Regions from separate parts of the Mus musculus genome. Here region 1 is linked to region 2. The links are chromatin contacts, called in public Micro-C maps. All regions are on one chromosome and are shown on one strand. Each heading gives the region's core, a stretch centred on a gene start, on an enhancer-like site or on the middle of the called end of the contact. The rest is flanking DNA. Distances are from core to core; before and after follow the strand shown.

The links. Hi-C and Micro-C count contacts between places; a contact is called where the count stands out from the background.
Region 1: a Micro-C map of embryonic stem cells shows a contact between it and region 2, with 5 times the contacts expected there. The contact joins the promoter of Clec2l here to the promoter of Kdm7a in region 2. A contact is called at or near these places in 6 of 39 promoter capture datasets (cranial neural crest, hematopoietic stem and progenitor cells, hippocampal neurons and 2 more) and 1 of 484 Hi-C or Micro-C datasets (embryonic stem cells).

The regions. Positions count from the first base shown.
Region 1 is chr6:38,661,700-38,665,742 of GRCm38.p6, forward strand. Clec2l (C-type lectin domain family 2, member L) reads left to right here and starts at 1,370. Exons shown (of 5, transcript NM_001101507.1): 1 at 1,370-1,717. The coding sequence starts at 1,537. RefSeq lists an enhancer at 2,302-3,484.
Region 2 is chr6:39,205,241-39,209,507 of GRCm38.p6, forward strand. Kdm7a (lysine (K)-specific demethylase 7A) reads right to left here and starts at 1,533. Exons shown (of 20, transcript NM_001033430.4): 1 at 1,201-1,533. The coding sequence starts at 1,394.

The sequences.
Region 1 (4,043 bases), core at 120-2,619, 540 kb before region 2:
CCCACACTGGAGGCTGAGACTATGGTAGATTCCTAGAGGTCAGAGAAGAGGTTAGGAAAGGTCACAGAGGGCATCTGACCTACAAGATGCCTCACATCTCCATGACAACCACAAATCTGCCACGGCTGCTTCAGGAACTCCCTTGGCCCTTTTGATTGGTTATTTCTTGAGACAGGACCTCGCTATACATTTCAGTTTGGCCTCAGTCTATGTAGCCCACCCAGGCAGACCTCGAACTCTCAATTCTTCTGCTTTGTGTCCCAAGCAGTTGGATGACTGGCTTGGGCTCCCAGGCCCATCTGTGCCCTAGGCTTCCTGAAGTCCATTCTCAGCTGGCTGGGACATGTGACAAGTTCCTGCAGCTTAGCTAGGCTGTGATGACACATGAGTGTCATCCGGCACTTGGGAGGAAGAGGCAGGGGGACAGTTGCTGGAGGCTAGCCTGGTCTACTGCGAGCCCCAGGCCAGCCAGAGTTATAAGTGAGATTCAGTCTCAAAACTCTCAGAAGAGAGGCAGAGGGAATGACTCCGTAGGCAAAGTGCTTGTGGCACAGGCCTAAGGACTAAGTTCAGATCCCCAGTGCTCAAGTAAAAAGTTGCATTGGTGTTGAGCAGCTAACCCAGCAGTGGGAAGTGGGAGGTGGGGTGGGGAGACAGACCTATCCGTAAAGCAGGTTGACCAGCTCACTTTAGTTGAATTGGTGGGCCCCAAGTTGAATGAGGGAACCTGGCTCAAGAAAAAAAAAAAAAAAGATGGTATCAAGTGTGGAGGTGTATGACTTTAATCTCAGCACTTGAGGGGAAGAGGCAGGCTAGAGTCAGAGGCCATCCAGGTCTATATAGCAAGTTCTAGGGCTGCATAGTGATATCCTATATTTAAAAATAAAAAGAAAAGTGGAGAGTGAATATACCCAATGAAGACCTCCGGCTTCTATGTGCAAACGTTAACAGTCACACAGAGACAAAATGTGGAGAAAAGTCCCTGAACCGCAATAGATGGTCAGTATGGCTCTCTGGTTGCAGTGCTGCTTGGCCCTGTCCCCTTGGACCATGGCAGCGCTGAGTCGGGGATGCGGTGGGGGTGGGGGTGACAAGTCCCAGCCCCCATCCTTGTTCTCTGCCTCCAAGGCACCCCAGGAGCAGCCTTCCCAGGTCCTTGTCTTGGGAAACTCCCCCCACTTTAGAAGATGCCCAGCAGCTGACTCTGGAGGAGGAGCACCTTGGCTCACAGCTGCGAGGGAGCCGGTGGCGGGGCCAGTGGCCTGGGCTGTCTTTCCTCCCCGCAACCCCGCCCCGCGGTCGCGGCTCCCTCGCAGCCCGGGCTCCTCCCCCGCGCGGGGCTCGGCGCGCAGGCTGCGGCGCGCACGGCGGGGACCTGAGCGTCTCCGGCGCGGGAGCCGGGCTCAGCCCCGGCTTGCGGACGTCGCGGTCCCGGAGTACCGAGCCGGCCTGGGCGGCCCGCGGGGCGCGCGCAGCGCGGAGTGCGCGTGGGGCCGGGCTCTGCTGCCCGGTGCAGGAGCGCGCGCGCGTCGCGGCATGGAGCCGGCCCGGGAGCCCCCCGCGCGCGCCCGCCCGCCGCCCCCCGCAGCTCGTCCCGCGCCCGCTGCGCCCAGGCCGCGCTCTCCAGCGGAGGCAGAGGCCCGTGGCCCAGAGGGGCTGCTGAGGCGATCCGGGTCAGGCTACGAGGGCAGCACCAGCTGGAAGGCGGCCTTGGAGGGTAAGCGCTCAGCCTTCCATCCCCGGTCCCTGAGTCAAGACCCAGGAAATGGCCAGTCACCTTGACAGCTCGCAGAGGAATGGATCAGGGGGATTCGTTAGTATCAGGGGAGGCAGATGTCACTATGGGAGGGGAAAGGGGTCCCTGGGGACCACCTCAGGTCATTGTTTTGACAAATCTTTGCTGCCAAATCCCTCTTTGACCTTGGAGCAAGCTTTATGCTCCAAACCTTAGTTGGGTCCGAAAGTGAAGCACCTTCGTGGCAGCCTGAATCTCTAGTAGAGAAAACATTTAGTGCCTCATAAAAGCAAAAGCTTTGATTCCCTGCACCTTGGGGGCGCCCTGCTAGTGATGGGGTTGATGGAGAGGAAACCCCAGAGGACTTTCCTAACCATTCTGGGATGCCACCAATTCCTTCTTGTTATACTGGCTCAGGGAGTGACCTCAGGCTATCTAGAAGACACTGAGCGAAGAGACTTCATTCAGTTCACAAACTGTTTTAGGAAACTTGGGTTGGCGTCCAGTGAGTGGTGAGTGTTGCTCGGGAGATGCAGGAGTTGGACACAGGGAGGGTCAGCTTCCAGGTACTTCTCACGCTTCTACCTAGTAGGAACTGGATAGCGTTAACTAGGGGCTGAGTCAGAGGAGGGCATCTCAGAGTAGGACATCTTTTGGGGGTGTGGAACAGACAGGAGAGGGTGCACTAGGTCAAGGAATGACGACAGGAGGTGGCTGGAATTAGCCAGTTCCTTGTGGATAACTGAACCCTAGGGTGCTGGGTGCTGATGAGGGCATGAGAAAAGAGGGATGGAGGGGGAGAGAGAATATGAGCAAGAGATCTGAGAGACCACCCAGGCCAGGCTACAGAAGTTTGTTGTTGTTTTGTTTGTTTGAAGGTGCTGCCGAGGGGTTAAGTCAGCAGATCTCCATGGGGAGGACCTGCTGTGGAAGGCTGCGTAGTGAGGAAGGTGGGTGGTGGCCTGGAAGGGACAAGGCCACCTGTGCCCAGATAGGCGATGGGGCAGCAGAGCATGAAGAACCTTTGGCTGAAGTCTGTGTGCCAGGGCCAGGCACTGCCTGTGGAGGGCTGTGCAGACTCTAAGGAAGTCTAATAGTGGGTAGGAACCATGGAGGTGAGGACACAGTTTCCCCGGATGCAAGGTATTACAAAGGACCACCAGAAGCTTGGGTGGGCTTAAAGGCCAATCAGCCCTTCTGGGATGCATGTTTCTGGTTAGTGGTTGGGTTTTCCCAGGGACCTAAGCTTGCCTCCTACCAATGGTATTTCTTATGTCATTCCCTCCCTAGTCTGTATTTCTTCATTTTTTGGGGGGGGGTATTTGAAAGGGTCAGCTCTACTAACCTTTACCCTTAACCCCACTGGGTAGAGCTATTTCAGGGAAGTGTGGCTGGCTGGCTCTGGCTTTATCTCTGGCCCTGAATATATTGACTCTTGTCCTTCCTACTGCCAGTATGGCTGACTGACCCTGCCTGTCCACTGGTCACACACTGGGATGGAGGAAAGCAGGCCTCTCTCTGTGGTGGTCCAGCACATCACCCTTCTTGGCATCTTCTTGTAGTGCAGCCTTGTGTCATCTGAACTAGGACCACTGATATCACTGATATTGCCATTGCTCTTCCTTTGGCCTCTGGTGCACATAAGAGCCCTCTCCCTGCCCCTGAACCCCCACCATGGCTCTCGGGGGCTTGGTGTCTTGGCCTGATGACTATTCTGTTTTAGTTCTCTTGGTGCCCTACCTCCATTCAAAGAGGAGAGTCAGGGGCTTGGGATTTGTTCTCATCAGTGGCTGCCACCATATGGGGCCTTTAAGCTGGCTTGTTCTTTCTATGGTGCTAAGACACCATCTTAGGCCCTGGGCATATCCAGCCCTCACAGAGATCCTAGAATAGTCTGGTGAGGTGCAGAGAGATGGTCAACATGAGCTACTGTCCCAGCTGGTAGGCTTCACTTATTTACGCCCCACCTTTCTCGTCTGTGAACCATGGCAAGATTTCCACCTCACGGTGCTAATCAGAGAAAGGTCTGGAGTGTAGGCTCAGTTGTGGTGGCTCCTTTCCCAGCTCCCTGAACATAGAACCCGACAGCCTGGGTGAGGGAGGAGTCCAGGGAGCAAGGATGGCCAGCCTCTCGGATGGGGTCCTTTGAGTTGAGTTCTTTGAGCCCTCACTTCAGTTCACAGGTGATCCTGGGGTCCCAGTGGGTTTGCAGCCTCTGCTTAGTCTGGCCCCTATCTTGACAGAAAGCCGGAGAAGCTTCTGAAATGATATAGCTGAGCCCCCAGAGGCACCTGCCCCTTCATCCTTG
Region 2 (4,267 bases), core at 283-2,782:
ATGTCCTGCTGTCAATCAAAGGATACTTCCTACAACCACAGTCACCATATCAGCTCTAACTCCCAAGCGGGCTCTCGTCAAGATACAACATACAACGGTGCCCAGAAAACCTGCCTCACCTAAAGGTGACCGCAGGCTTTGCCACAACACCCAAATAAGGACTTTGGGAGCCCAACCCCAACTAGTTTCTTTGTTTAAATGCCTGCGAATCCCTCCCACGCCGGAGTCAAGAGGCTCTGGCGCCGCCCTTTATTAGCCTCACACTTTGATTACAAAACACACGAGTCGGCGGCCTGGCTGCGGAGGCGGCCCGAGCTCTCCCAAACGTCAAACCTGCGGTGCGGCGGCGGCGGCGGCATCGGAGGGCATCGTCCGCCACCGCACCGCCCCAAAGTTGGATGGCCGCAGTGCCCAGGCCACCGCGGCGGGCCGTCCGGGTGTCGCCAGAGACGCACTCACTGTAAAGTTTGAGGCGCTACAGCGACGCCCGGGAGGGTCTGCGGCGACGTCCCCTCGGCCCGGCCCGCCCGCCCCCCCCCCCCGGCCATAGGGGGTGTGTTGCGGGGTGGGCCAGCGGCTGGCCAAACTGTGCCGTGACGGGGCCCCGCACCTCGCGAGTGCCACATCTGTTGCTCTGTTTACTCGCGCCCGTCGTCCCACCGCCCCGTCCCGCCGCCCGAGGAAGTTTGATAAAGAGAGAAGGGGGCGCGACGGGACCCGCGGCGGGGGCGACCCGCGACCGGACCGAGCCGCGGCCGCCCGGAAGCGCAGCAAGCGCGGCGGCTGGCGAGGGCAGGCACGGGGCGAAGGGAGCCCGGGACACAGCAGTGGGCGGCAGCCAGGGCGGTGGGGGGACCGCGGGCTGCGGGCCTGCCTTCGCTCCTCCGCCACCCGAGCCGTGCCGCCCACCGCGTCCCCTCAACCGGGCTTCCCCTGCCAACTTCTCTGCCGGCCCCTTTGTTCCTGTTTGTTGTGGCGACTCTTCGCCCGGGCCGGCCGAGCCCACCGGCTCCGTTCCGCAGCCTGCCGGGCAACCGGGGGCCCCCGCTCTCGCCTCCACCCGGCCCGGACACTCGGTGCCTAAGAGTCGGGACGTGGGGAGCGACGCGGCAGCCGAGCCCGAGGGAGGCGCAGGCGGCAGCGGCAGCGGCTGGTCGGTGACCGCAGGCGACGGCGGTGGGACTGAGGGGGTTTATTTACCTGCCGTGGAACCAGTCCTTGCAGACATCGCACTCGATCATGAAGCGGTTCACGTCGTACGGCTGCCGGCATACACAGTACACGGGCGGAGGCGGAGGGGGCGCCGAGGCCCGACCCGGAGCGGACACCGACCCCGCTGCCGCGGCGGCTCCAGCTGCTGCTCCCGCGGCCACCGCCGCCGCCGCTCCGGCCATCTTTAAAAAACACACACACACGCTCGCTCCTCCGCTCGCTGACTGGAGCGAGCGCAGCCGCCAGCCAGCGCCGCCTCCTGCAGCAGCCGGAGCAGCAGCCCCGGCGGCGGCGGCGGCGGCAGCAGCAGCGGCGGCGGCTGCGGCGGCGGCGTCTTAGTGCGCGCGCGCGAGCGAGCAAGGTCGCGGCTCAGGGGCGGGGGCGGCGCGCGCGCGCGCGACGCGCGAGGCCCGTCGGCTGCTTCCGGCGCTCAGCGCGGGGCCGTGCGTCCCGCGCACGTTCTCGGTCTCCGCGCGCGCTCCCTGGCACCTTCCGCGGCGACCTGCGCGGCGACCCGCAGCGGGGCTGGCGGTCCGGGGAGGGGGCGGAGACGCCGTGAGGGCACGCGCCGCAGTGGCGGCGGCGGGCGCGCGACTGCAGACGGAGGAGGAGGAGGACGGCGGGAGCGTGCGTGGAGCGGGTCTCGCCGTCCTCACTGCTCCCCGAGTGGAAGCCCAGGCTCGCGGGGGAAGTTCCTGCCGTGTGAAAAGGTGGATGCTGTGGCTGTATTCTGAGGCGGAGAAGCTCGGAAGTTTCAGCCCTCCAGGGTCGCTTCGCTTCGCGTCACTTAGCAGCCGCCCACTGAGGATGCCACCCCCGTCCTGCGTGGGCCCCGACCGGGGTGACACGTCAAGCAGTTGTGCCTCCCGAGGTGGAGGAACGCCTTGTGAAACGCACTCAAACTTCCGAAAGCGTCGCGCCCAAATTCCCAGAGAGCAACTTGGAAATCTGTGTGTTGATTGGAGCCGCTGTTGTGGGGGGGGGGAAGAACGTGGTCTCCAGGAGGAATTCCGTTAATATCTGTCGCCAAGGGGGAACCAGGCTTGAGATGGGGTTGGTGAGAGGAATGAAGAACCGGTGTTTTTATAAATAACACAACTTGGCTGTGACTGCTCTGCTCTGCTCTGCTAATTGGGGAAGTGGGGAGAAAATTTTGAAACGTCTTTTCCCTGGGAAGGGAGATGCTACCAAAAAGAAAAAAAAAATCCTTTAGGAGTTCTCTGCGCAACACAGGCCATCACTGTTTTTTTAGTCAAAGGTGAAGCTGAATCAGATGTGAGGTGATAAACTGAGGAATAAAACTACCCAACAAATTTAGAATAGAGAAAAGTGAATAGAATGTTAAGGATTATCAAATCAACTTGGAAGCTGAATCTCTGTGAGCATTTATATCCAGAGAAAGCAATAAAGCTCCCTGGGTAACTTATGTTTTGGAACATGAACAGGTGAGTCAACTCACCGTCCCCAGGCAGTGACGCTCCCTGGTTTAGTCTAGCCTTTATTTTTATTTTTATTTTTTTTCTTTTAGTGGAGGAAATCGAGTAAATTGCCACAATCTCAGAATTGGAACTAAACTTGTTTCTCCGTTATATGCCCAATCCTTTCTGTACTACACAGATGTATGTTTCTCACATACATCACAAGAAAAGAAAGGCCTGAAAATCATGGTTGACACAAACCCAATAAATTTGAAGCATATGTAATTTTAGTATCGTGGCTCAACAAATTCCTGAAAGATCTATTAAAAATTATAGCTAATAATGCCTCTTTTAATTACCTCACTCAGGCAGAAGAGAAAAAGGAGGGAAAGAAGAAAAGCAAAAGGAAGTTATTTATTTAATGTGTCTTAAAGAGGGTGTGTGCGGACTGCACAAGACAACCAGTGAGTGAAAGGCAGCCAAAGCTATCTCATGGAAGCCAGGGGCGTCCATGCAGAAAGCAGCCTGGTACACAGTGTTCTCTGAGGGCACACCTGGCTTTAGAAGAGTAACACCGAGTAGAGAATAAAGAGAGGATTGGTTATATACAGCATGTTGTTTCAATAGGTAATTATACTAAGGAAACAGGAGTTCGGTTTCTCCCTCTTGAAAAGGAGAGCTACAAATATGGAAGAAGAAAACTAGAGCACTTTTCCTGGTAGACTAGTAATAGCAGAACCAATCTCTATTTGTAGAAGTACGAACATACTCTGTCCATTCAGAGAATCTGTGAGCAAATGAATCCATAGAACACTGAGTCCAGAGTTTGACTTCTAAATATAATTCCTCATTTTTCTTAGCAAAATAGTTCACTCCAGGACTGGGAAAGAAAAAAAGAAGCAAGATAAAGCCTTAGTTGTGTCAGATAAAAAAATATATATAAGCAAAAACTAATAAGGCATGTCAAAAAGATATAGGCCAACTTGCATTTCTTGGCCTGAATTGAAAAATAAATGCAGCCAGGCTTGGTGGCACACACCTTTAATTCCAGCACTTGGGAGGCAGAGGCAGGTGAATTTCTGAGTTCGAGGCCAGCCTGGTCTACAGAATGAGTTCCAGGACATCCAGGGCTACACAGAGAAACCCTGTCTCGAAAAACCAAAAAAAAAAAAAAAAAAAAAAAAAGAAAGAAAAATAAATGTGCTTCATGATATTGTGTGTGAGACAGAGACAGAGAAATCCCATGCTCTCTCTCTCTCTCTCTCTCTCTCTCTCTCTCTCTCTCACACACACACACACACACACACACACACACACACACACACTTGTGGAAGAAAACCTTCCAGAGTCAGTTCTCATCTTCCACTGTTCCTTCTGTAGGTTGGGCAAGCTCATGTCCTCAGCCTGCATGGCAAGCTCTTCTGCCTGCCAAACCATCTCACTGGCCCAGAGTGGTGGTGGTGGTGGTAATGATCATGCCCATCAAATAACACAGGAAGTCACACAGGTGTAAAATATATAAATTGAAAGTTTGATAAGGATTGTAACATACATAATTTCAAGTAAATCCCCACAAAATTCTTAGTAATTACAATGGGAAGGCGGTTGTAACTTAAAGATAGAGCCCTTGACCTAAA